Linked DNA regions of Mus musculus: all the other regions are linked to region 1. Evidence: chromatin contacts called from public promoter capture Hi-C data. All regions are on one chromosome and are shown on one strand. The core of a region is the stretch at or near the end of the contact, and the rest is flanking DNA. Distances in the headings are between cores, read along the strand shown.

Evidence for each region. Promoter capture Hi-C pulls out the DNA fragments that hold promoters and counts their contacts. Capture Hi-C pulls out chosen DNA fragments and counts their contacts.
Region 2: a promoter capture Hi-C map of the HPC-7 cell line shows a contact between it and region 1. The contact joins the promoter of Tgm1 here to the promoter of Haus4 in region 1. A contact is called at or near these places in 2 of 39 promoter capture datasets (the HPC-7 cell line and pre-B cells).
Region 3: a contact with region 1 is called in a promoter capture Hi-C map of adipose tissue. The contact joins the promoter of Dcaf11 here to the promoter of Haus4 in region 1. A contact is called at or near these places in 1 of 39 promoter capture datasets (the C10 cell line) and 1 of 9 other capture datasets (adipose tissue).

What each region holds. Positions count from the first base shown.
Region 1 is chr14:54,551,901-54,556,059 of GRCm38.p6, reverse strand. It overlaps Haus4 (HAUS augmin-like complex, subunit 4), which reads left to right and starts at 1,699. Exons shown (of 10, transcript NM_145462.2): 1 at 1,699-1,885; 2 at 3,850-3,923. The coding sequence starts at 3,869.
Region 2 is chr14:55,711,795-55,715,953 of GRCm38.p6, reverse strand. Tgm1 (transglutaminase 1, K polypeptide) reads left to right here and starts at 2,462. Exons shown (of 15, transcript NM_001161714.1): 1 at 2,462-2,567; 2 at 3,200-3,520; 3 at 3,665-3,853. The coding sequence starts at 3,205. It overlaps Rabggta (Rab geranylgeranyl transferase, a subunit), which reads left to right. Exons shown (of 17, transcript NM_001360387.1): 17 at 1-90.
Region 3 is chr14:55,557,870-55,562,028 of GRCm38.p6, reverse strand. It overlaps Dcaf11 (DDB1 and CUL4 associated factor 11), which reads right to left and starts at 2,000. Exons shown (of 15, transcript NM_133734.3): 1 at 1,908-2,000; 2 at 587-819. The coding sequence starts at 741.

The DNA.
Region 1 (4,159 bases), core at 450-2,949:
TAGAATCATTTCTCTGTGTATTCAAATACAAGTCTCCTCCTCCTCCTTCCTTTTCTTTTTTCTTTCTTTCTTTCTTTTTTTTTTTCTTTCTCTCTTCTCCTTCTCCTTCTTCTCCTCCTCCTCCTCTTCCTCCTTTCTCTTCTCTTCTCTCTCTCTCTCTCTCTCTCTCTCTCTCTCTCTCTCTCTCTCTCTCTCACTGATCTTTCTATACAACCCTGGCCTTCCTGGAACACTCTGTGTAGATCAGGCTGTCCTCATCTGCTTACCCCCTACCTCCCAATCACTGGGGTTAAAGGCATGAGCCACTACCCTTGGCCCTAGAATGTTCTAAAGCTGTGACCCTTTAATACAGATTCTCATGTTGTGGTGACCCCCAACCATAAATGATTTCCATTACTTACTTCATAACTGTAATTTTGCTGTTACGAATTGTAAACACCTGTGTTCTCCAGTGGCCTTAGGTGACCCCTGTAGGGTCGTTCAACCAACCAAAGGGGTCTCGACCACAGGTTGAGAACTGCTGTTCTAAGGAAAAGCCAAACAGCTCCATTTCCTAGCACTTTTGCTCCATCCTATCAGTTTGTTCTCTGATGCAAGCGATCTAATCACTGGGCTAGGGAGATGGCTCAACCATCCCTCTTCAAGTAAACCTGGGTTGGATTCTCCACACTTATATGGTGGTAACTGTAACCGGTTCCAGAGGATCCCACAGCAGTAAGCATACAAGTGGTTCACAGACATATGTGCCAGTCAAACACCCACACACGTAAACAACAGTAAAATAAATAAAAACGTATAAAGAGCTCTAATAACCTTGAAGCAGTTTATTTAAGACTTTTATTTTTTTAGATGGGCAACTTCAGCATAGTGCCCGGGCCTAGCTTTGAACTCTCGATCTTCCTAACTCAACCTCCTGAGTAGGTGTGGTGAAGGATTAACAGTACAGCTAAACATCTTATTTTCCAAAAGAAGTCACTTCCTGATTGGGTACCCTTAGTTTTACAAAACCAGTGTAGGCATAAGTAGGAGTGAAGGAAGGATGATGGGAAATAAGGGATGTGGGAATGGGGCAGGGCAGTTAACGCGGCTCAATGGGTAAAGGAGCTTGCTACCAAGCCTATGATGTCTCACTCCCAGAATGTCTTCTGACCTCCACAGCACACGTAGGACACACAGTAAATAAAACGTGACTTTAAAAAAAAACAGAGGGAGCGCGGAGGAGGCGAGGTAGGTTAAGAAATTCAAGAGGTGAGGCTGGAGCAACGTAGTAAAAGGATCTGAGTTCAAGTCCCAGAACCCAAAATCTGGCAGCTCACAAGCACCTGTAACATCGGCTCAAAGGGCTCTGGCTCCCTCTTCCGGCCTCCGTGGACACCGCCCACATATGGCGCATGCGCTCGCCCACATCGATAAATAAAAACAAACCAGTGGGGGTGTAGTGGCGTGCACCTTTCCTCTCATCAATCGGGAGGCCGAGACAGGACGATCTCTGATACCAACAACACATTGGCTCGACCTCCGAGCACCACAGTGGCAGGCCTAAGCTTCCGAGCTGGGCCGCCACCTCTATATAACCTTCCGTGCCTAGTCTTCCCCTTTGTTAAATGGGTGAAGTTCCGACTTCCAGGATCCGAGCCGCTACCGCGACAGTTGCGCTGAGCGCGCGCTCCCGGGGCGGGGCTGCGCCAGGCGGGAACGGAGGCCCCGCCCCGTCCTGTGCCCGGCTGATTTAAGACCCAGTTGTTTCTACGCTGGCGGCAGCGCCTTTCCCGGGCAGGCCCCGGCCTTAGCGCTCCGGCGGCGAGCCGTGCAGGTTAGCGCTCGACGACCGCGAGCTTGCGGCGAGGCCGCGCTCGCCCTTTAGGACTCCTTGGCGACCCAGACGGTAGGTCGGCGCCGGAGAGCGCGTCTGCATCTTGATTATCTCCGGCCTTGTAAGGGTCACCTCTTGTGAAAACAGTCAGGACGATCAATCTGCGTCCAGCACAGCGTGCAGGGGAACGGCTGGAGGGCTCGAAGCACGCCTGCGTCAGAGTTCGGCGCTCTGCGCTCCTGCGCGTGGGACCCCGGCTGCCTGCGCAGGGTGGGGGTGAAGCCTAAGGTCACGTCCTGTGGGCGGCTCCGCTGAGGACCCCTGGGCGGTTGAAACCCTCGTGGCTGGGTGCCTAACTGGCCTGCAAAACTTTATTTGTAGGTGTAGTTCAACAACATTCTGAGTTGGTAAAACGGAACTTACTGGTAAAACATAACTAAATAGCTTTTGTTGACAAGTCGATTGTTATTAATTCTTGATGCTTCATGCAAGGCAAGAACCGTTATCGCGGCTTTGCAGGTGGAACACTGTTGGCACCTGAAAAAGGAGCATTTCACATAAACTCACACAGAAAACATGGGGGGCGGGGCGGAGCCACAAATTAATGTCTCGAATTGCGCCTCCTCAGCTGATTCCTCTAGACCACGCTACAAAACAAACGGCTAGTTGCTTTCATGTGACTCATAAAAGGAGCGAATAAACCAATGTTCTGTGGACGTGAAGCGTTAAGTACTAATAAGCTTCAGACTCGGGGCTGCCTCGGGCTCAGCTGCCATTTGGAGGAGTGGGTAAAGCAATAAGGGAAAGAATGGGCAGGCAATGTTTGTGTTGCTGTTGAGTTTCTCATTGCTCTCTGTTGATGACATTCTTTTCAAGGTGCTCCAGGTTCTGGCAAAACACCTATCTGTATAGCTATGTCCCCACACTAACCACTGCAGTGCATTGTTACTGGAAAAGCTGTTGTAGTTCAAGTGTCTGTCGCTCTTGCTCCCAGACAGATAGCTCTTTCATGAGATGACACTGACAGAGAAGCACCAGAAAGAAACTGTGATATTCCACAGTTGAGCTATAAAGGGGGCAAAAGGTATACTGGGACCCACACCCCTTAGTTTACTGGGAACACGACAGACAGCAACAGTTTGTAGCTCCAGCAAAATGGTAACGGTAGGAAGACGCCTTCCATTAGAACTTAGTGGATTTGGGTGGTGTACTGGCTGGTTTTGTGTCAACCTGACAGCTGGAGTTATCACAGAGAAAGGAGCTTCAGTTGAGGAAATGCCTCTATGAGATCCAACTGCAAGGCATTTTCTCAATTAGTGATCAAGGGGGAAAGGCCCCTTGTGGGTGGGACCATCTCTGGGCTGGTAATCTTGATTCTATAAGAGAGCAGGCTGAGCAAGCCAGGGAAAGCAAGCCAGTAAAGAACATCCCTCCATGGCCTCTGCATCAGCTTTCTGACCTGCTTGAGTTCCAGTCCTGACTTCCTTTAGTGATGAACAGCAGTTTGGAAGTGTAAGCTGAATAAACCCTTTCCTCCCCAACTTGCTGCTTGAGTTCCAGTCCTGACTTCCTTTAGTGATGAACAGCAATGTGGAAGTGTAAGCTGAATAAACCCTTTCCTCCACAACTTGCTTCTTGGTCATGATGTTTGCGCAGGAATAGAAACCCTAAGACAGGCGGGTAGGGGTGAAGTAGGAGTGGTTCTGTTTAGAGTCATACTTTGGACAGCTTGGGAGAGATTTTGTTCTTGGAATGGAAGGTATTCTGGTATTTATTTGTAAGTTTTCCATAAAATGCTAAAGAATTTGGGGACCCTGATGTCTGATATAGCCCTGCTCTATAAGAAACATCTCTGAGCCAGATGTGATGGCATGAACTTTTAATCCTGGCACCCAGGAGGAAGAGGGTCAAGGTTCTAGGCTTGACTCTGGCACAGAATTTGAGCCCAGAGTTGGCTTGTGAGACTGCCTAAGGTAGCTTGAGCAGCAGCCAGGGGTTTGTTCAACTTGCATTTTCTCCCATTTGTTTCCATACAGATAATACCAAGAAAACGAGATGGCGTCTGGAGATTTCTGTGCACCTGGAGAAGGTGTAGAAATGCTGCTGCAAGGTAAGGGGAGTGTCCTGGTTAGGGTCTCATTGCTGTGAAGAGACACCATGACCAAGGCAACTCTTATAAAGAAAAACATTTAACCGGAGTGGCTTACAGTTTCAGTCCATTATCATCATGGTGGGAAGCATGGCAGCATGCAGGCAGACATGGGGCGGGAGTTGGGAGTTGCTCAGAGTTCTACCTCTTGATCTGCAGGCGGCAGCAGGAGACTGTGTCTCACACTGGACATAGCT
Region 2 (4,159 bases), core at 1,213-3,712, 1.2 Mb before region 1:
TGTAATAAGATCTGACACCCTCTTCTGGTGTCTGAAGACAGCTACAGTGTACTTACATATAATAATAAATAAATCTTTAAGAAAAGAAAAGCTTTCTCACCGGGCAGTGGTGTCACAGGCCTTTAATCCTAGCACTTGGGAGGCAAAGGCAGGCAGATTTCTGAGTTAGAGGCCAGCCTGGTCTACAGAGTGAGTTACAGGACAGCCAGGGCTATACAGAAAAACCCTGTCTTGAAAGAACAAAAACAAAAAGCCAGAAGAGCTGTCTCTAGCTGGAAAAGACTGTGAACCTTTCTCCTGTGAGCCTGCCACCTTCAGCCTTTCTGCCCTGGCCCCCGTTTTACTCACAACTGAGTAGGCTCAGGACCTCTCAGTGTTTGAGGAAGAATGTGTCACAGCATCTTGCCCCACCCGGTTCAAATGACAATATTGGTCTCTGTGGATTACATTCTGTGGTTGAAAAGCCCTTGGGAACTCTGGTCCCATTTGATCCTCATACACTCAGGGATGAGATGATTAAAACATTTGAACTGACAAACTGTTCTGACCTGCCCAGGGTTGCTGAGCTCTGCATGCTGAAGCCACATACTAAACTCTTTGCTTTAGTGATTTAGCGCTTTTCCTGTTTCTATATTAATATAGAATGATTAAACAGAGGCCTGGCCTCAACTTGCCAAGGTATTTAGATGGGAGTCTACTCCTGAGGTGCACCCCACTACACTGTTGTGGCTTTGAAAGCCGCAGGGAACAAGGGCTCGAGGGAGTGGCTCAGGGGTTAGGGCAATGAGTCAACCTTAGCATAGTGGGAAAAGAGGGTGACTGGTTAAAAGAAGAAGAGTGTAGCAAAACCAGGCACTTTCCTGCTTCACTGGAATCTGCCGGGCACACGTGTGCTCACATGCCCCGCCCCTTGAAGCCACTCCTCTTCTTGTATCCTAAGTGATACACAAACAGTCCCCAAGTGAAGCCCTTTGGCTGACCCGCCACACACCTGCCTTGAATTTTGGTCTTCATTGCTATGTGTTAGAAGTCTGCTAGGTTCCAAGGCTTGCCAGCTGAACAGGGAAAAACTCACACCATGCTTACTGTCAGCCTTCTTCTGTAATCCCAGCACTTGGGAGGTTAAAGCAGGAGAGTTACTGTGAGCTCAAAGTCTGCCTGGGCTATATGTGAGATCATTTCAAAACAAACAAAAAACAAAAACAAACAAAAAAACCAAACAACCAATCAGTGTATATGTAGATCCTGGAGCTGTTCCTACTTCCCTGGATACCTTTGTACAGGATACATTTCCAAACAGATTGCTGCCTAGGATGCTGCTTTGTGTCTGTCTTTCTTTTCTTTTCTTTTCTTTTCTTTTCTTTTCTTTTCTTTTTCTTTCTTTTTTTTTTTTTTTTTTTGCCAATGCTATTTTCACTATCTTTGATGGTGGCCCATGGAGCGGAGTGAAGAGGTCCTAGTTGTCGGTGCGGTGCCTCGGACAGGGCCAGAGAGAGCCTCCCTAAAGCTGTCTGGCTCCTCTCTGCCTTGGGGCAGTTTTAATGACATCTCTGACGGTTCACCCAGAGCCAGGGCAGGAGCTGGAAAGGACAGAGAGTGTGTTCCTGGAGCCGGTTGGTCTGGATTCTCAAGAAGAATTCCAGGCTGCAAATGAGGGGAAATGCTTACCTCCAGCTGATGAGACACTCTCAGTGAAAGAAGGGAATACCAGGTAGCCTGGGGAGGAGGCTCCTGTCCACCCAGACCTGAAAGCAAGCCAAGACCTAAGCCTTCCCGAGACTTTCAAGCTGGGAGGATCTCGAACTTAGAAGAAACAGAGATAGCCCACTCATTCTGGGGGCTGTGGAACAGCTGAAAGAGAGACAGAAGGGTGCAGTATGCTGAGGGGCATGAGAAGACCTGGTAGAGCTGGCTGGTCAGGGACTGACAGGTGGAGCCAGTTTGAGGGCCTGGCCGCTGATGTCATCTGTCTGCAGCCTGAGGTACTGGGACCTTCCTAGGCAAAAGAAGTTCCAGTCCCAGGGACCAGTTTCACAGGGCCAAGCCCGGTGGGTGCTACAAGAGAGCTTAGCAGCAGGGCCCTCTGAGAGCAAAAGGAGGCATCTCCAGCTAGGGAACAGATCTGCCCTGCAGGCCTGAGTGGAAGAGCCCTTCTCTTTGCTCTCTGAACACCTAGTGTGGTAAGAATCAAGTTGGTGTGGGATCCGTCACCAAACGCCTTTCCTTTTCACTTCAGCCTCAGGTCTGACAGAACTTTGATCCGGACCCCCTCCTTAGCATGACCTCAGTTCCTAGAAAGGAGAAAGTGGGTGGAGCCAGTCTTTCCCGCCCCTACCAGAGGACAGCCCCCAGAGACTGGCCTCTTGACAGGAGGGATGAAGCAACCCTCTTCCCCTTTTCCCAGAAACTCGGCCCCGCCTCCCCTCCCCTCATAAACTGCTTACCCGGCCCGCCCTACACCTTCCACTCGCGTGGCTACGTCCAGCCTGTTGGTCCCGTCCCAAACGCCCTGACCTGCTCCACCCGGGCCCGGGACCCGGTGGTGCCATCACCAACACCGCTGCCAGGTGAGAGGCTCCAGCTTACACCTTACCTCAGTGCTGAGCCACAGCGGGCCTTCGCTGTCAAGGGACACACAGCCCAAGCCCAGAAAGGACCGATCTCCAGTGCGTACCTGCTGTGGGCTGAGACCCAATTTTCCTGGGGCCAAACTCTGCTTACGCCTGCTGTGCCATCTCCGCAGCCCTGCCTGAAGTTTGTCCAGACGTGAGGCATGTCGGGGGACTCTGACCCCTATGCCTCCTACCTGCTGTTAAATAGTCCTAGAGGCTGGACCTCTAAACTGAGAAGCCAGCGGGTGGAGAGACCGATATATACAGGGTTTGGAGGTGTTCTCTTAGGCAACTGTGCATTTCCTCAGATGGATCTTCAATGGTTTCTCCACTGGACATCTGTTTTTTAGTATGATTTGAGAGTGTCTATAGCAAGGTGGAGAGGAGGTTTTTCTCTGCAATATAAGGTGCTTCTTCTGGGTGACTGAATAGGGTCTTTGGGGCATCTCAGGGTGAGAATGTGATTATCCCAGTCACCTAGCTGGTACTGAACCAATTTCTCTGGATAGAGTTTCTGGGTGGGTGGGATGGACATCCCAGGCACAGGAGATCTGAGTGAATGAGCACCCTCTGTCTCTTCTACACAGGCACAATGGAAGGTCCTCGCTCAGACGTGGGCCGCTGGGGCAGGAGCCCCTGGCAGCCCCCTACAACACCGTCACCGGAGCCAGAGCCGGTGCCGGAGCCAGACAGACGCTCGCGCTCCCGCCGAGGAGGAGGCCGCTCCTTCTGGGCTCGTTGTTGTGGCTGCTGCTCATGTGGGAACAGAGGGGACGATGACTGGGGACCTGAACCTTCTGGCTCCAGAAGCAGAGGGACCAGCTCCCGGGGTAGGGACTCTCGGGGTGGCCGAAGACCCGAGTCTCGGGGCAGTGGTGTAAATGCAGCTGGAGATGGCACCATCCGAGGTGAGATTACACACCTTAACCTAGAGCTGAGCCTTTATGGAACCTAAGGTTTATCCTGGCATCTCTAAGGGGGCTTCTGAGACTTCTGAGGAGGGACTGGGCTCTTCGTGAACTCTTCACTGACCCATGGATGTGGTTTCACAGAGGGAATGCTGGTTGTGACTGGTGTGGATCTGCTGTGCTCACGATCAGACCAGAACCGCCGAGAGCACCACACGGATGAGTTTGAATATGATGAGCTGATTGTGCGCCGTGGGCAGCCCTTCCACATGATCCTTTTCTTGAACCGGGAATATGAGTCCTCTGATCGCATTGCCCTTGAGCTCCTCATTGGTGAGTGGGACCTGGAATGGGAAGGGTAAAGCCCCTAGACTTGAAGGGCTGGTGTTAGGTTAGAGAGGTCTTTAGGCTCCTCCCCGGCACTCCTCACCTCTGCCAAAAGAGGCTGGTGCCGGATTCATAGTGCTCCCCTAGTGGTGCTCTCAGAAAAGATGTGGTCCTGCAGTTTCCTCAAGCTGGCTTTCCACAAGCCTCCAGAGGCAACTGTCTTTCTCACAGTGCTGGCCCCTGTGTCTCCTTCAGCACGGTTGACTCCATGTCTCCATGTGCCCCTCTTTCTGGGTCTTGCTGGGTCATCCC
Region 3 (4,159 bases), core at 751-3,250, 1.0 Mb before region 1:
TTCAGACTCTGTCCAGCTGACAACAACAACAACCCTCACAGCCGTCGGTGTAGGAACGCAACACAGAACACAGGGTCTGCAGGGATACTAGGTTCATCTTTTCCCAAGGAACCGTAGGCAAGCAAACAAAACGTTCTTAGTTCCTGGTGGTCACCCCCTTGAGGGCATTCTTTTCTTAAGAGCAGGGCTAGTAAGGCCGATGTAAACTTGTTTTTCAAGTAAATCCACATGGCTTCATCTCACATGGCAAGTGACTTAGCACCCCCTTCCCAACTCTTTTCACATCTCTCCTTTCCTCCATAATCCCTCTCCCTTCTCTCGTTTTATTTTCTTGGAAAACTGATGACATTTGTGTTGTCACAGCTGAAAAGGCTTCCCTTAGGAGCTCCTCAACTATGAGAGTTGTAAGAACCATTTTGGGTAGGGAGCCACGCAGAGTGTATGGACATCCAGCAGGGAAAGGTCGTTCTGTTCAAACACAACCATTGTCCTGGGACAATGCCATTCCCTATCCTCTGCACTTTTCCTGCCTGAAGTTGAGGTCAAGACATTGTGACACTTAGTGTCACAGCAGAGGGTAAGTTACCTGCGGAGGAGATAGGCCAGTACCTGGGCCAGATCCACATCTTCATCCTCTTCTTCCTCTTCCTCACTACGACGCAGGCCAGTCCCTCTTCGGGACAAGCCCTCAGAGGGTTCTAAGGACCCGGATCCGGCGCTGCTGCTGTTCCGTGATCCCATCTTCTGGTTACAGCATCCTTATGTCTTGCGCAGGGGCTGCTCCTGTCTCCAACTTGGGTTTGGTGAAAGCAAAGCCTGCTGTAGAAATACCAGGGTTTCCAGAAACGGGGCAGAAGCTATCTTTAGAGGGGTGACCCCTCCAGGAGACTGAGATTTCCTTCTCTTTAGCTATGACAGCTCCCAGGGTATCGGGAACATAAACCTTTCTCAATCCTGTGAAGCAAAGAAAGCCATATGAAACCTAGGGTGCAACCCTACCGTACTAATCAGAGTCCACGAAGAGGAATTTCCCATTTTCCTAACCAAACTCACCTATCAAAGTCCCCGGCCCGGGATGGCTGAATCCCAGATAACCTCTCCGACTGACCAATCAAAACCCCTTGCGGAAGAACGCATTTCACTAGCTTATCTCACACAACCAACCAGAGGCGTTAGAACTCAGACCCCCCCCACGCCTCCCTCTACTGACCAATCAGAGCAATTTCTTGCACGGGCCGGCAGCATCAACAGCCAATGAGGTTAGAAGTCAGCCTAACACCCCCTCCAGTTTAGCTTCACGCCCACGTGGTGCGCCGGGGGTGTGTACAACAGGGGGAGGGAAAATGGAGAAGCACCTCCCCCCGGCGTCTGGCGGTTACCGCCCCACGCGAGACCACCCACCAGCCAGGAGCTGTCGCAGGACCCGCAGGGGCGAGGCCCTGTTTACAGCGACTATCGCTGCGGCGCCGGCTAACAGCTCCTCAGTCGCGAGCCTCGTCCGTCACGCTTCTGGCGGCCAGGCCTGCTGACGTCACTCGACGCTCCAAGCAGTCCCTCCCCCTCGGCCCTCTGATTGGATAGCTGAGACCTGTGATTGATAGGTGGGCTGGGGAACTTGCTCAACCCAAGAGGGGCGTTTAGTCGTAGCGGACTGGAATTGGCTGCGACCTGCATTAGACGTAGCGGAACTAGACATCAAGTCTGCGAGGTGGTCCCTTAAGGTCGCTTGGCCTCGAGTGGTTTGTTTGTTTGTTTGTTTTTTACTGCGTGCCCAATCGCTCCTATTCCCTCAGCTCCCAGCAACCCCAGTTCAACCGTTTTCCCCTGGCTGTAGCGCTAGCGGCCTGTCGAAAGCAGTCCTCACTGGTGGGACCTGGGCCTCTCCACCCTGCTGTGTACACGCTTACCAGCGGGGGTCTTGTCTGACGACCCCTGGCTTCCTTTCTTGGTCTTTGCATACGCTCCCTAAGTGCCGCGGCCGTCCCCGGAGCCTTTCCGGTTGCCTTAGTGCGCACGCGCCCCTTGGGTCTGGGCTTTGCCGACCGTCCCTAGGCTTCTGTCGCTCGCCACCTCCCGTTGGTTTATGAGTAACTAGGGTGAGTCCAAGGCCAACCCTACCTTGTCTGGGATGGTTTCCTAGGCCAGAGAGGCGGGCGATGTCGGCCTTGGCCCAGAGGTGGGCCATCGCGAGGACACCTCAGCTCCCGGGGCGAGCATGTGACAGGTTCTGTGTCAGGTTTCCTGGTCTCTAGGCCGGAGACCCCAACATTTTCTCCCGATCCACGCAGGTTGTCACTGCCTTAAAATTCTTAACTGTAAACAAGCGCCCAGCATTTTGTTCTTTGGCTGGTCTCCATTAATTATGTGGACAGGTATTTCAAACATACACGGAACTTTCAGGATTCCTAGGTATTTGGGTTATTTGGCCTGGAAAGTCTGTAATAATTTTAGTATTTTTCCTTCCTTATTACTCTTCTAGTTCTTACAAGTTCTGTAGATATTTTTTAACTGATTACTTGAGGTTATTTTCACAGTGGCTGTTTTTCCACATTTCAGACTTCTTCCACTCCTTGATCTGCTCAAGTCTACTCTTAAAAGTATTTCGTTCTTAAGAGCTGACTGTTTTTTCGTTTTTTTATTACTTCAAATACAGACTTCCCAACCTGATTGTCTTTTTACTTCATTCGAAAATTTTGTCTGCCAATCAAATGTGCCTAGAAGTGCCTTATTTCTACTGGTACACCCTTTCAGAATGTCTAATCTGAGAGATGCTTTATCTTTTTAACCAGTCCTAGCCAGCCCTCATAGCCCTAAACTGTGACCTAGTGATACTGCTATCTGTAATCAAACTTGGACCTACATAAAAATGTATGTTCTGCTTAACAATCACTGATAATAGTGGGATACTGGAAATAAAAGAAATCCAAATATACAATAAGAGGTTGGTTAAATAAATTATGGTCAGTTTTGTACAGTTATAAAAATACCTGGTAGCCACTGAAATGAATTTTTTAGTGGGTTAGGAATATGTCTCTATGGGAGAGTGCTTGCTTGGCATTCTGTATATACTGGGTTCAGTGTATACATTGAACACACACACACACACACACATACACACCAAACAACAACAAAAACCCAATGTTGCTGCAGTTCTTCATAAAATAAAAATAACCGAGGGCTGGAGAGATGGCTCAGTGGTTAAGAGCACCGACTGCTCTGCTGAAGGTCCTGAGTTCAAATCCCAGCAACCACATGGAGGCTCACAACCATCTGTAATGAGATCTGACGCCCTCTTCTGGTGCATCTGAAGACAGCTACAGTGTACTTAGATATAATAATAAATAAATCTTTTAAAAAAAATAACCAAGTTTGGGCCAGTGAGATAGTGAGATGCTTCAGCAGGTAAGGGTGTTTGCTAGGTAATGGTGCTTACTAGGAAGTCTGGGGTTTTTGTTTTTGTTTGTTTGTTTGTTTTTCGAGACTGGGTTTCTCTGTAAATCCCTGGCTGTCCTGGAACTCACTCTGTAGTCCAGGCTGGCCTCGACCTCAGAAATCCACCTGCCTCTGCCTCCCAAGTGCCGGCATTAAAGGCGTGTGCCACCATGCCCAGCTACTACTAAGTCTTATGACTTGAGAGAGAATGGACTCCTACAAATTGTTCTCAGAACTCCTCATGCATACCTCCCTACTCACCCACACCCACCCAAAGAAGTAAATACAAATTTGAAAAATCCAAGCTCATTATGTGATTAAATAACAAAATGGATGATAGCTAAGGTGGAACATGAACAAAACATTATGATTAGGTCCAGAAAAGAGGCCTGTAAAATTTTTTCCTTATTATCGTTATATATGTGTGGATGCATGTGTGTGTAGTGTGTTTGTGTGTTCAGGTGTGTTCTGGTGCATGTGAACATGTGTATCAGTTGATGTAGAGGCTTGAAATGGATGTCTGGTGTCTTCCTCAAAAATTTCCAAGTTATTTATTTGAGAATTCCATACATATATACAGTGCCTCTTGACCACAGCCACTCCAGCTGCCCCCCCATCCCCCCCTCCAAGCCTCCTCCTACTTTCATGTCTTTAAAAAACTTTTACCAACTTATTTTTTGAGACAGGGCTTCTCACTTAGTTTGGAGCTAGCTGATTGGCCCTACTG